Regions from separate parts of the Mus musculus genome. Here regions 1, 2 and 4 are each linked to region 3. The links are chromatin contacts, called in public HiChIP or PLAC-seq maps. All regions are on one chromosome and are shown on one strand. Each heading gives the region's core, a stretch centred on a gene start, on an enhancer-like site or on the middle of the called end of the contact. The rest is flanking DNA. Distances are from core to core; before and after follow the strand shown.

What was found. HiChIP or PLAC-seq counts read pairs in DNA pulled down with a chosen protein or histone mark.
Region 1: a contact with region 3 is called in a FOXA1 HiChIP or PLAC-seq map of pancreatic cancer cells. The contact joins the enhancer-like site here to the promoter of Arf6 in region 3. A contact is called at or near these places in 2 of 39 promoter capture datasets (the C10 cell line and embryonic stem cells) and 7 of 115 datasets of contacts at active chromatin or transcription factors (bone marrow-derived macrophages, embryonic stem cells, epiblast stem cells and 3 more).
Region 2: a contact with region 3 is called in an H3K4me3 HiChIP or PLAC-seq map of bone marrow-derived macrophages, with 5 times the contacts expected there. The contact joins the enhancer-like site here to the promoter of Arf6 in region 3. A contact is called at or near these places in 5 of 39 promoter capture datasets (the C10 cell line, hippocampal neurons, liver and 1 more), 2 of 15 datasets of contacts at CTCF or cohesin (the NIH/3T3 cell line and pro-B cells), 6 of 484 Hi-C or Micro-C datasets (B cells, CD4 T cells, bone marrow-derived macrophages and 3 more), 34 of 115 datasets of contacts at active chromatin or transcription factors (the 230-238 cell line, CD8 T cells, DN3 thymocytes and 24 more) and 2 of 9 other capture datasets (adipose tissue and liver).
Region 4: a FOXA1 HiChIP or PLAC-seq map of pancreatic cancer cells shows a contact between it and region 3. The contact joins the promoter of 4930512B01Rik here to the promoter of Arf6 in region 3. A contact is called at or near these places in 5 of 39 promoter capture datasets (the C10 cell line, hippocampal neurons, liver and 1 more), 1 of 484 Hi-C or Micro-C datasets (pre-B cells), 3 of 115 datasets of contacts at active chromatin or transcription factors (embryonic forebrain, embryonic stem cells and pancreatic cancer cells) and 1 of 9 other capture datasets (adipose tissue).

The regions. Positions count from the first base shown.
Region 1 is chr12:69,756,478-69,759,355 of GRCm38.p6, forward strand. It overlaps Cdkl1 (cyclin-dependent kinase-like 1 (CDC2-related kinase)), which reads right to left. Exons shown (of 10, transcript NM_183294.2): 5 at 731-821; 6 at 1-169. Among named protein-coding and RNA genes, the nearest start is that of Mir681, 6.0 kb to the right of the region's middle. RefSeq lists an enhancer at 932-2,785. Within about 2 kb of position 1,559, at least 124 of the 459 cell types and tissues checked have an H3K27ac peak or open chromatin away from gene starts, as enhancers often do. A contact at or near this core is called in extraembryonic endoderm stem cells and pancreatic cancer cells, where this site is marked.
Region 2 is chr12:69,645,320-69,648,083 of GRCm38.p6, forward strand. The region is part of intron 4 of Sos2 (SOS Ras/Rho guanine nucleotide exchange factor 2); the gene reads right to left. Among named protein-coding and RNA genes, the nearest start is that of Gm31679, 21 kb to the left of the region's middle. Within about 2 kb of position 1,367, at least 28 of the 459 cell types and tissues checked have an H3K27ac peak or open chromatin away from gene starts, as enhancers often do. A contact at or near this core is called in acute myeloid leukemia, bone marrow-derived macrophages and forebrain, where this site is marked.
Region 3 is chr12:69,370,543-69,373,497 of GRCm38.p6, forward strand. Arf6 (ADP-ribosylation factor 6) reads left to right here and starts at 1,608. Exons shown (of 2, transcript NM_007481.3): 1 at 1,608-1,681; 2 at 1,782-2,955. The coding sequence starts at 2,252. The coding sequence ends at 2,779.
Region 4 is chr12:69,788,999-69,791,773 of GRCm38.p6, forward strand. 4930512B01Rik (RIKEN cDNA 4930512B01 gene) reads left to right here and starts at 1,346. Exons shown (of 8, transcript NR_033573.1): 1 at 1,346-1,453. Cdkl1 (cyclin-dependent kinase-like 1 (CDC2-related kinase)) reads right to left here and starts at 1,709. Exons shown (of 10, transcript NM_183294.2): 1 at 1,645-1,709; 2 at 989-1,266. The coding sequence starts at 1,156.

The sequences.
Region 1 (2,878 bases), core at 309-2,808, 390 kb after region 3:
ACGTCAGATTTTCCTGGCCATAGAGGCACTCCGGACAGTAACTCAGCAAACACACAGCCAATTGCCCAGACATCTACAGGGGGACCATACTGCGTGTCTCCCACTAGCAGCTCGGGTGAGCGGTACCACCGGGTGGCCACGTAGTCCGTGTAGTAGTCACCTGGTCCAGCTGGCCGGTGCAGAAACGTGGAAAACAGATCAGTGGAAGCCCGGAGTCAAAACTGAGCAGGGAAAAACCTAAGAAATGAAGCTTTTCCGAATCACCATTCTCAGTGCTAGCTGCTGGTTGTCATCACTTGGCTGTAGGATGTTTTAAATTACTGATACTTGGGCTTCCTCCCGGCCCAATTAATCCGAACACTTGGAGAGGGCCCAAGGCTACCCGCATACTTTTTAAAAGTTCCTTGGGTGTTAATCTATAGCCAAGATTAAAAGGCATTCATCTGAAGTATTAATTCTGGTAAGTATTGTTTGGGGGGTTGGAGAAGGCAGGAGATTAGCAGGCTTTATAATAACTTTTGTGCTACAATTTACATATAGCATACATATCTAAATTGTTGTGTATTTATACATTTTTCAAGTTATATTTCATTACAAGATTTGGCAGGAACCGTAATTTGTTGCAAGATTATTCCCGGGGCAGAATACAAGAACCAGCTTTCTGTAGTATGGAAACCAGCTGTCCCAGCAAGAATGTTCCTTTTACATTGAAGAAGCCGTGGGTACTCACTGAGAAGCCGTGCGAACCCAAAGTCACAGAGCTTAATGGCTGACTGTTTGGTGATGAGAATATTTTCCGGCTTCACGTCTCTGTGTATGCACTGGTTAGAAACAAACAAACAAACAAAACAAAATGTCATGAAGGTGCAACTCTAATATCTGCCACGAGTAAAGGGCTGGAATATTTAGCAGATATTGGATATATCAGTTTAATCTGCCATTGACCTGTTGGATACTAAAACAGCAGACTAAAATAAACCTAGTTCCATACCTACAGACAGAATCATTTCAAATTCTTGAGTGGCCACAAAAACCAAGAAGTGTGATAGGAAAAATGACTGTCAAGAGCCAGACTCAGCAAATAAAAACACGTGAGATACCTAGTTACGTTTGGATTTCAGATAAACGACTTTTTTTTTCAGTGCTGGGCATCAGTCCAGAACCTTAGCCGAGCACGCCACCTGACCTCCACCTCCAACCCAACTAAAATGTTAAGTATATCTCAAACAGTCTGCATTAGAAAAAGGAACTTTATATTTAACTAGGCATCACCCCTAACCTGCCTGCTGTCTATGAAGGGGGAAAGGACCGAAAGGCTTTGAGGCTTCAGCCTGTGGCAAGAACGACAGACAGATTGGAGCAGAAGCCCGGTTCACTGGAAGGCGGCTTGCTCGCTCGGTAAACAAGACAAGCCCTGGGCCTGCTGAGATAAGCTGGGAGAGAGAGGGCTGGAAGCTCGTGTGCCTGCCAAAAGATCGCCCTTCCAGCTCTGACATTTGTCCTGACAAGATAAACAAGAGCTGGCTGCGGCCTCGCCGTCCGGGGTGCGTCGTGGTCGCTAGGTGTCAGCTCTGTCCCACAGCACAGAGGAGCCCAGCGGGAGACTCTTGCATCCTGCCTCACCCGCTGGTATCAAGCTACATTCTTTAAGAGGGTGAAGCCACTACCAAGAGGAGCGCTTGAGGACTCCCACGGGACTTTCTTATTAAATGACAATGTCTTTGATAGATAGACAGATAAATAAATAAATAAATAAATAAATAAAATCTCTTAAGTCAACAACTTTTAATCAACGGTTAACATTTAAAATTGAGTTGGGACAAAATATTACTCCGGGTTCTTTGTGACCCCTCCCTTTTCCCAAGGGTTTTCCTCTCTGCTGGGAAACGCTGGGTCTTTCTGCCGCCCCAGTGACTGTTGGCCTGGAGCCTGCAACTCTTGAGGGTTCCTTGACCCCAGAATCCGGAAAGAGGACAGAGGCTCTTCGTGGGCGCAGCAATTCCCACTCCAAGGGACTTTTAGGGCGAGAGAGCAACGTTAGTGTTTCCCATCAGCATTATTATTCTGGAAAAAAAAAATGGAGGCGGGGTGGGGTGGATAAATTACCTTATAACCTACCTATCTGGTTCTCAGTAATCGATGGCCCTGGGCTCTGAAGTCTTTCACCAGCCATTTTGCATTTTGCTATAAATAGGTCCTTCCATGAATGTCGTGATGACATATGGGCAGAAGGACTCAGAAACAAGAATGTGCTCCACCCCCCCCCCCTTTGTTTGGGAATTCTTTCCAAGCTCAGCACCCTCCCCCCATCAGCCCCCCCCCCCCCCAGCACGTGGAGCCCAGCAGCGTCTGCGGCTCTCCAGAGAGCTGTGGTATGCACTGTATTTATCTTCACTTTCCTCAGATCTCCCCCACCAGGGCTGGCTGGCGAGCTTTCTCGTTCTTTCTGCCCCCTCCTCTCCCCTTCCCTCTGTATCCTCCAGCCCCACTATCTGTCCTGCCACCCTTATGCTGAAACTTGTTTGTTGGGAAAGTGCTAATCACCGATCAAAGCGTCTAGCATCCACTCGTCCTGCCTTAAAATGACTGTTTTCACTGTAAGGAGTCAAACCCAAGGCTTCATGCAGGCAAGGCAAGAGGTCTAACCATGGAGCGACACTCCAGCTCTGATAAGGATTCTAGGCTTCCGATAATGAAAGCCAAAATAATGACTGTTCCCGTGTTTTCTCCTTGTAAGCAGCTTCAGGAAAACTTACTTGGGGCAAGCTCAGAGGGGATTTAACCCCTCGGGCCTGGGTGACCAATAACTGGAGTCCAGTGAAACTCTAAAATTCCCTTCTGGGATTTTGAGTGTTTTTAGTGGTTGGACTCTGATTCC
Region 2 (2,764 bases), core at 117-2,616, 270 kb after region 3:
GTCTATGGCCCCTGAGTGCTCATATTACAGGTGTGCACCATCATACCCAGTTTTTGGCTGGCTCTTTAAGTACATCCTGCTCTTGAAGTGGACACAAGGTAAAACAAGAAAAGTGGTATGTTTTAAACCTAGATGGAAGTCTTTAATTTGTTTAAAATCCTATTCTTTAGCCAGACAATGGTGGCTCATGCCTTTAATCCCAGCACTTGGGAGGCAGAGGCAGGCGGATCTCTGAGTTCGAGGCCAGCCTGGTCTACAAAGTGAGTTCCAGGAACAGCCAGGGCTACACAGAGAAACCCTGTCTCGAAAAACCAAAACCAACCAAACAAACAAAATCTTAATCTTTTTAGATATTTTTATTGGGCAATTTAAGTTTCTCAAACTTATCTATACTTTCAAAAGCTGGATAGGATAACTAAAATGAATTCGAGAATTTGATTTTTTAAAGTATCTTGATTGTGATAACTTTAGAAACAATATGAAAATTTCTGTGGTTAAATTTGAGTTATGCTGATAAATGTTTAAATCTATAGCATGAGTTGAAGAAATCAAAACCAAAGAGTATCTCAGTTAGAAAAGTCCTAAGGAATTCAGATGTCTGCCACCTGGAGTAAGCAGGGTGACAACGGACGGAAAAAGTTAAACTCAAACTGTCACTGAGGGCAGGTAACATCAAGGAGCGGCCATGTGGTAGTCAGTCACTACCATCCCTCAGGGACTGTTCCTGTCAGCTGTACTTTACTCTCAAAATCACTCAGAATGCGATGGGGTACTTCATACTATTCTTCTACCTTTTCTATCAGCTTAAGTCACTTTCAAAGTAATAAAAAGTATGTAAGCTTGATCTTAGAAGTCAATATAAAAATGACAAATTTCTACAATGAAATGAAAGTGGAAAAACTCAGTTTTTAAATTACAGAGTAATAGATCTCAACTACAGTTAAAAAAATAGTTTTTCCAAATAATACTGCAGCTTGGGAGTCTAACTCAGGCTATTTAAAGCTCTGCAAACACCAGTGTTCTCTAAAACTTCCTAGTGAGTCTCACGTGCAGCCAAGGCTGACAACCCCCAGTGTGTACTGGGCCAGGTGCTGATTACTGCCTCTGTACCCTGGATCCACTGGTACACTGTTTACGTCACACTGTCCTGAGTTCCTTGTCTGCGACATTCCATCTCCCACTAGCACACACACCCTTAACATGGGGGCTTCTGCTATCTTCCCCAGTGCTGTGCTTCCCTTGTTCAGGACCAAGCTCTTCCAACGGTGCTCAGAAGATGAGAAATAGGAGGAGGACAAAGAGCAAGGGAAGGAAGAGGAAGGAGGAACGGAAGACTGCCTGTTCCTCAAGCAGCCCTTAGGAACAGGAAGGATGACTCTGTAATCAGAAGAACGGCAACAGAGTAATCAGAGGGCAGGAGCTTTGTTCTGAGCGGTGCCCAGGTCCTACCAAACTGTCTTAAGATAGCAAAGCATGGTCTTCAAAGTTACTAATACTTAAAACTCCAGAAACAGCTCTGTGTGTTCCCTTTGTAAAAATAAAAGACTCGGGCATGTGTAATGGCTCATGTCTAGAAATCCCAGCCCTCCAGAGGCAGGAGGAGCTCATGACTGACACCAGACTAGGCAGCCTGAGTTATATAGTGATACCCTGTCATTAAAAAGCAGGAAAGGGAAATAACTGAATAAAATAAACATTACTTAAAACTACCTTTCACCAACTGATTGGATAGATCCCGACACCTCAACCCTCCTGTATACAAAGCCTCCTGATGGAAACGGAGAACTCTCCTCCCTGCCATGATGCTCAACTCTAGAAATTCCAGATTCTGCAAAACCAGTAATTTTCTGTCTTCCAGCATCAGGAATTACAAAAGTTACTAATATACTGCATGGCATGAATATACACCCCTTCAAGCCCAATAACTGGGAGGCAAAGGCAGGGGAACTTCTATGAATTCAAGATCAGCCTGGCCTACGAAACAAGTTTCAGGCCTGCTGGGGATGCATACTGAGACAATGGCTTTAAAACAAAAAGCAATAACTGGGGCTGGAGAGATGGCTCAGTGGTTAGGAACACTGACTGTTCTTCCAGAGGTCCTGAGTTCAACTCCCAGCACCCACATGGTGGCTCACAACCATCTGTAAAGTGATCAGGTGCCCTCTTCTGGTATGTCTGAAGTCAGCTACAGTGTACTTATATACATACATATACATAAATAATCCTTAAAAACAAAAAGGAGAAGAAAGAAAGGGAGCCCTCCATTAAAAAAAAAAAAGCAATAAGCTAGTTTCTTCATGTACTGAAAACCTGAGGCCCAGTGTGATGGTGCGTGCTGATGGTGCATGCTGATGGTGCATGCTGATGGTGCATGCTGATGGTGCATGCTGATGGTGCGTGCTGATGGTTGTAGCATATTAGAGCCTAAATCAGAAGGATTTTAAGGGTGGTCTCAGCTATACAGTGAGTTCAAGGCCAAGCTGGGCTACTCAGTGAAATGTGTCTCAAATAAGCAGAGCAAGGGAGATGCCTGAGCAAGTAAAGATGTGTGTTACCAAGCCTGGTCCCCTGATCCCTGGTGGATGGAGACAGGATGCCTGAGAGGTGTCACCAGCTTCCACAGGTGCACTGTGTGCGTGTGTAAAAACAATTCCCAAATAAATAGCATGGATAAATGTAAAGAAACCGAAGGCAGAGCTCAGTGGCAAAGCGCCTGTCAGGCACATGCAGAGCCCTGGTTCTGATTCCTAGACCACAGAAGGGA
Region 3 (2,955 bases), core at 358-2,857:
TGGCCTCAATCTCAGAGATATTCATCAATCTCTGTCTCTCCAGTGCGGGGGTTAAAGGCATACACCACCTTGAATGTCTTTAAATTACATTTTGCTTGGTGTCCTCCAAGTCAGGGTGGGTGACAAGTGCTTTAATCACTGAGCAGTATCAACCAGCCCCAAACTGACCTATTTTTTTTAAAGCATGGCATAGAGAGTTTAATTCTTACTATTGGCGACTAGTTTCTGACTATTGCTATTTGTTTTGTACTATAATTATTCTTTAATCATTTATTATTGGGGCTGGGAAGATGGCTTGGTGCATTAAAAAGCACTTGCTTTGTAAGCAGTAAGTTCCAGAGTTCGAATCTTCAGTCAAGTAAAAAGCCTGCTGTGGTTTCAAATACCTGTTGCTCCATTGGGTCACCCCTGTCCTGGGAGGTGGAGGCTGGAGAATAATTTCAGATAACCCTGAGCGACTGTGAGGCCAGTACTTGTTAAATAGAGTGGCACACTCTCTAGCCTAGACTGACCTAGAATTACAGCGACCCTCTCTGCCTCAGTCTCATCACTTCTGGTACAGGTGTGAGCTGTACCAGATGACTTCCTTTTTTTTTTTTTTTAATTATAAAATAAAAACAGTATATTATCATATGCTGTTGTAGCAACTTCCTTGAACTTAAGTTTTCTCCCCGTGTTTATTTTTATTAAAAATTTCACCTTACTTTAACCTTAACACTATCCGTTTAATACAAAAAGGTTTCCTGGTCCAGCAAGATGGCTTAGTAGGTAAAAGCGTCGGGCGCCAAGCTTGACTTGATACCTGGGACCCACATGAAGAAAGGGGAGAACTGACTTTGGTTGTCCTCTGACCTCTCTCCGTGCGTACGCACACTAAATGAAAAAAAGTATTTGAAAATAAGAACAAAACCCAAAGAGTTTCCTTATAGTACGTGGAGAGCAGAAGTCAATTCAAGGGAGTTGGTTCTCTCCTTCCTGGGGAACGAAGGCGGGTCCGCCCTCTCGGTGGCAGGCTTTACCCACAGTCATCTCGTCGGCCCTGATAGTCTGTTTCTTAAGAAATGCGGGCGGTTCAGACCAGACTTATAAAGAACGAGTTTAAACTTTCAAAGGCAGGGCTTAGGGGCAGACCCAACTCGAGTACAAAAAGTGCGGGCTACTTTGGCGGATTCTATGGAACACTGGCCTCCCACGTGTCTTCCAGGAAACTGAAGGAAGGCTGGGGAGAGCGGGAGGGGCTTCGCGCAGGGGGTCCGGGAGCGAGCCTGGGAAGCGTGGCTGGGGCGCCGGTCCTAAGGGCCGACGAAGCCCGCCCTCGGTGGATCCGTGCCCCGCCTTCGAGTGGCGGAGAAGGAGACCCGCGGAGACCCCGGGTAGAGCGACAGGTGGGCACACGGCCAGCCCCACGCCAGCAGGTTCCGCGAGGCGCCGGCGTTGAGCCCCGGGAGCCGCCGTAGCCCCGCCCCCCGGCGCGTGGCGCTCGTGACGTCGAGAGCGCGGGCCACTCTCCTTTCAGAGGTCGCGCTCTTCCGAACGGTCGGGCCGAGGCGCGCGTGCGCAGTTGGGAGGGGAAGTGAGGCGGTTTCCTCGGCGCCTTTTCCGGCAGCGGCGGCGGCGGCAGCAGAGCTAGGAGGAGGAGGTGGAGGCCGGAGGGAACCCGCGCTCGGGGCGGCGGCTGGAGGTAACCTCAAGGGCCGAGCCCGAAAGGCGGGCCGCGTCGGTCTGGGCGCCCCCTCGGAGGCCCGGCGGTAACTCCCTTCTCCCTCTCTGTGTCCCTGCAGGCGAGCACCCGCGAGTTCCCGCGAGGATCCATGACCTGACCGGGCGCCGAGCCGCGCTCGTCGTCGGGGTGGTGACCGGGGTCGGTGCCGAGTCCGGTGCTCGCAGGCCGGCAGGCCGGCCGCAGTTGGAGCCGGCGCGTGCCGAGGCGGCGGAGGAGCTGTCGGCGGCGCTTGCTCGCTCGCTCGTTCGCGCGGCGCCTGCGGGGGGGAAGGGCAGTTCCGGGCCGGCCGCGCCTCGCCTCGCCTCGCTTGAGCAGGGCGGCGGCTCTCCCGGCGCAGACGCAGGGCCCCGGCGGCGGGCGATGCCCGAGTGAGCGCAGGCCGGGCCCCTGCTCCCCTAGCCGGCAGCTTCGCGCAGGCCGCAGGGCGTCCTCGCAGCGGGGCGGCGACGTTTCGGGCTCGCGGCGGCGTTGTAGGCTTGAGGGGACCCGGGACACCTGAATGCCCCCGGCCCCGGCTCTTCCGACGCGATGGGGAAGGTGCTATCCAAGATCTTCGGGAACAAGGAAATGCGGATCCTCATGCTGGGCCTGGACGCAGCCGGCAAGACAACGATCCTGTACAAGTTGAAGCTGGGCCAATCGGTGACCACCATCCCCACGGTGGGCTTCAACGTGGAGACGGTGACTTACAAAAACGTCAAGTTCAACGTGTGGGATGTGGGCGGCCAGGACAAGATCCGGCCGCTCTGGCGGCATTACTACACCGGGACCCAGGGTCTGATCTTCGTGGTAGACTGCGCCGACCGCGACCGCATCGACGAGGCCCGCCAGGAGCTGCACCGCATTATCAATGACCGGGAGATGAGGGACGCCATCATCCTCATCTTCGCCAACAAGCAGGACCTGCCCGATGCCATGAAACCCCATGAGATCCAGGAGAAACTGGGCCTGACCCGGATTCGGGACAGGAACTGGTATGTGCAGCCCTCCTGTGCCACCTCCGGGGACGGACTCTATGAGGGGCTCACATGGTTAACCTCTAACTACAAATCCTAATGAGCGTCCTCCACCCAGCCCCCGGAAGGAGAGAAATCCAAAACCCATTCCTAGGATTATCGCCACCTCCATCACCTCTTTGAATTGCCACTCTCTTTTTGAATCTGAACTCTGGAGTTACTGTTCTACAGTTTAGTGGGGTTGGGGGTTTTCTTTGTTTCCTTTTTTTTTTTTTT
Region 4 (2,775 bases), core at 96-2,595, 420 kb after region 3:
AGTCTCTGGGTTCAATCCTTAACACCACAAAGTAGTAATAATATTGACAATGATGATGCTAAATAAAGAGTAAGGCAGCTATCAGCTTCTACTGAGAAAGTGGACATGGTCAGTGGCTCACGAGAGCAGAGTGCAACACTGGCTGTGTGGAGGAGAGTAGGCAGAGGACCCCAGCTGGGAACCGGCACAAACATTTGAGTTCACCCCTTCTGAGAGCATCATCCACTCATACACTTGGCCAGGGTCTGGACAGAACACCGAGGCCACACTTTCTGAAGCACAGTTGATTCCCCATGGGAGCCATCCATGGCCTGCCTCATCCTGCAGTAGCAGCTGCATTGCCTCTGAGAAATTCAGAGAAGCCTCTTTCCAGAATAAGAGGGAACACACTTTTGTCTTGTAATGAACACCTTTGTCCAAGGACCTAAGCTTAGATTCCAACACTCACAATAAATGCTGCCCGAGGGCAGCTGTCCACCTGCAATCCCAGTACTAGATCCTGGAGAGCACTGGCTAGCAATCCTAGTGAGACACTGTATCCATATACAAGGGGGAAAATGGTTGAAGAAGATGGCTAGTGTTAACCTTTGGCTTCCAAATGCCACACACACACACACACACACACACACACACACACACACATTTATGCGCGCACACATGAACACACATATACAGATGCATATATAGCCCAAGAAAACAGGACAATGGGTTAAAAATACAAAATGAAAACAAGCTGGAAGCTCAAAACTCAAAAACTCTAGCAAAGTCGAGTTGTTTTAAATTCTGCTTCTTAGAGACCCGTGAAAAGACTGTCTGCAGTTGACGCCAAGAGAGCCCCACACCTCTCCTGTCCACCTTCTTACTCTTACATAATCCGTTCTCTGCGCACAGACTCTGATTTGTGCCATTGAAGACAAAGGCTGTGTGGGAAGAGGGCAGAGCCTCAGCCCAGAGCATCTATCTAGCACAGAAAAAGCAAATTAGCTACCTTGAGCATGCGGATTTCTCGAAGGGCGATTTTCTTTATGACAGGGTCATCTTCGGTTTCCAGAAACCTCTTGATGGCCACGATCTGACCCGTGTCCCTGTTTCTGCACTTGAACACTACCCCATAGGAGCCTTCTCCAATCTTTCCAATTTTTTCATATTTTTCCATTACAGAGGAGGAGCAAGTCTTCTTGAGAACGGATTTTCATATAGTTTTTAAAGGTCGTTTATGAACTGACCTCTCTCGAGCCTCATCAAGTAAGGGCTGTCGTCCGCGATCTAGAGAAAACAAGGCGCGAGTTAAAGAATAAGGATCAGCCAGGTGTGGACTCCACCCCCACCCAGCAATGACATCGCGGTCAAGGCTGGGAGTCTACAGGTGGCTGCCATGGGTGACCTAATTTCAGTTGTCTGTTTCATTCCCTCGAGCTAAAGATGTAGCCAGCATCCAAAAACGAGCCGAGCTGTAAGATAATCTATCTTTTTAACGTTATGGTTCATACGATCTAAGACACTTGAGCTGGCTGGAGCACCAGGAAGGCGAAGGGCTTCCCCGGTTCTAGTTTCGGGTCTCAATTCCCTCCGGAAGAGGACACCGGCTGGGCAACCGGGCCCGTGGGGACTGCGGGAACTGCAGGGACTGTGGGGACCTCCCACCCTGACTCCTGAGGCGCCTCTCGGCCCAGCTCTAGCACAGCAGCCTGCAGCTCGGCTGGGTGACTGCTGCGATCCCCATGGGAACCGCGCCGGTTGGGCGGGGCCGCCCTCCGCCCTGCTGTACCCGCAGCCACTTGGCCGGGTCCCTGACCCCGCGCTGCAGGTCCAGAGGGTTTAAATCGTGGAAATCACAGCATGGAGAGTTTGCAGGGAGAACGCCTGCTCCCAGGCTGTCCTAGCAGCCTGCTCGGGCTAGGGTGACCAGGTCCATACCTTATTACGTCCACTCCTTGGTGTCCGTTCCTCGCCTGTGAACCCCGGAGGACAGCAATTGCTCGGTGCTGCAGCTTCGAAAAATGAATGAGAGAGAGTGAGGCAATAGAGGGAGGCAGGATGGCCTTCCCTCCCATGTAGTGGGGTCTTGGCGGTGCAGAGCCTGCTTTGATTGCCTTGACTCTTTCCCCAATCACCTTCTTATTGAACCTGTTTCAGTACAGTGACAGTGGCAGTTGATGGATGCAGGAAATCTTGAAATAAGGATCGCACAGACAGCCTCTACATTTTGTCAGCCCTTCCATCCCCTATGCTAGGCGCCGAGGTGCTTGTGTGCTGGCGGCAGGGCTACAGCAGAGAAAACGCACGATGTGAAACCTGGCCAACCCGGGGCAAGGAACGTGCGATGCAAATGTACACAGAGCTCAAGAGGAAGCTGGGTCTGGGCATACCGAGCGTGACGGCTGCCTGGCAAAGGGTAGAGGTATAATGAGTTACTAGAATAGACTCGTGGTGGTCTGGGACCCTCCCCAGAAATCATGTGCAAATGTGAATGCCTACTCTTTTTGACTTTTGTCTTCTCGATAGCTTTGCCTTGCCCAGAATATCGCGTACATGGAAACATACAGTGCACAGCTTTTATTGAGTCAGATTCTCACTTCACAGAATACATCTGAGAGCCACACACATCTTGCATTTAGCAGCAGTGTCTTCCTGTTTATTGCCGGGTAGCGTTCTGTTGTATGAACGTACTGACTGGTATTTATTTGTTTATTCAATCCTGGTTGAAGGATATTTGGATTGTTTCCAGTGTGGGGTGATTATACATGAAGCCGCTATAGACGCCGTGCATGGTGC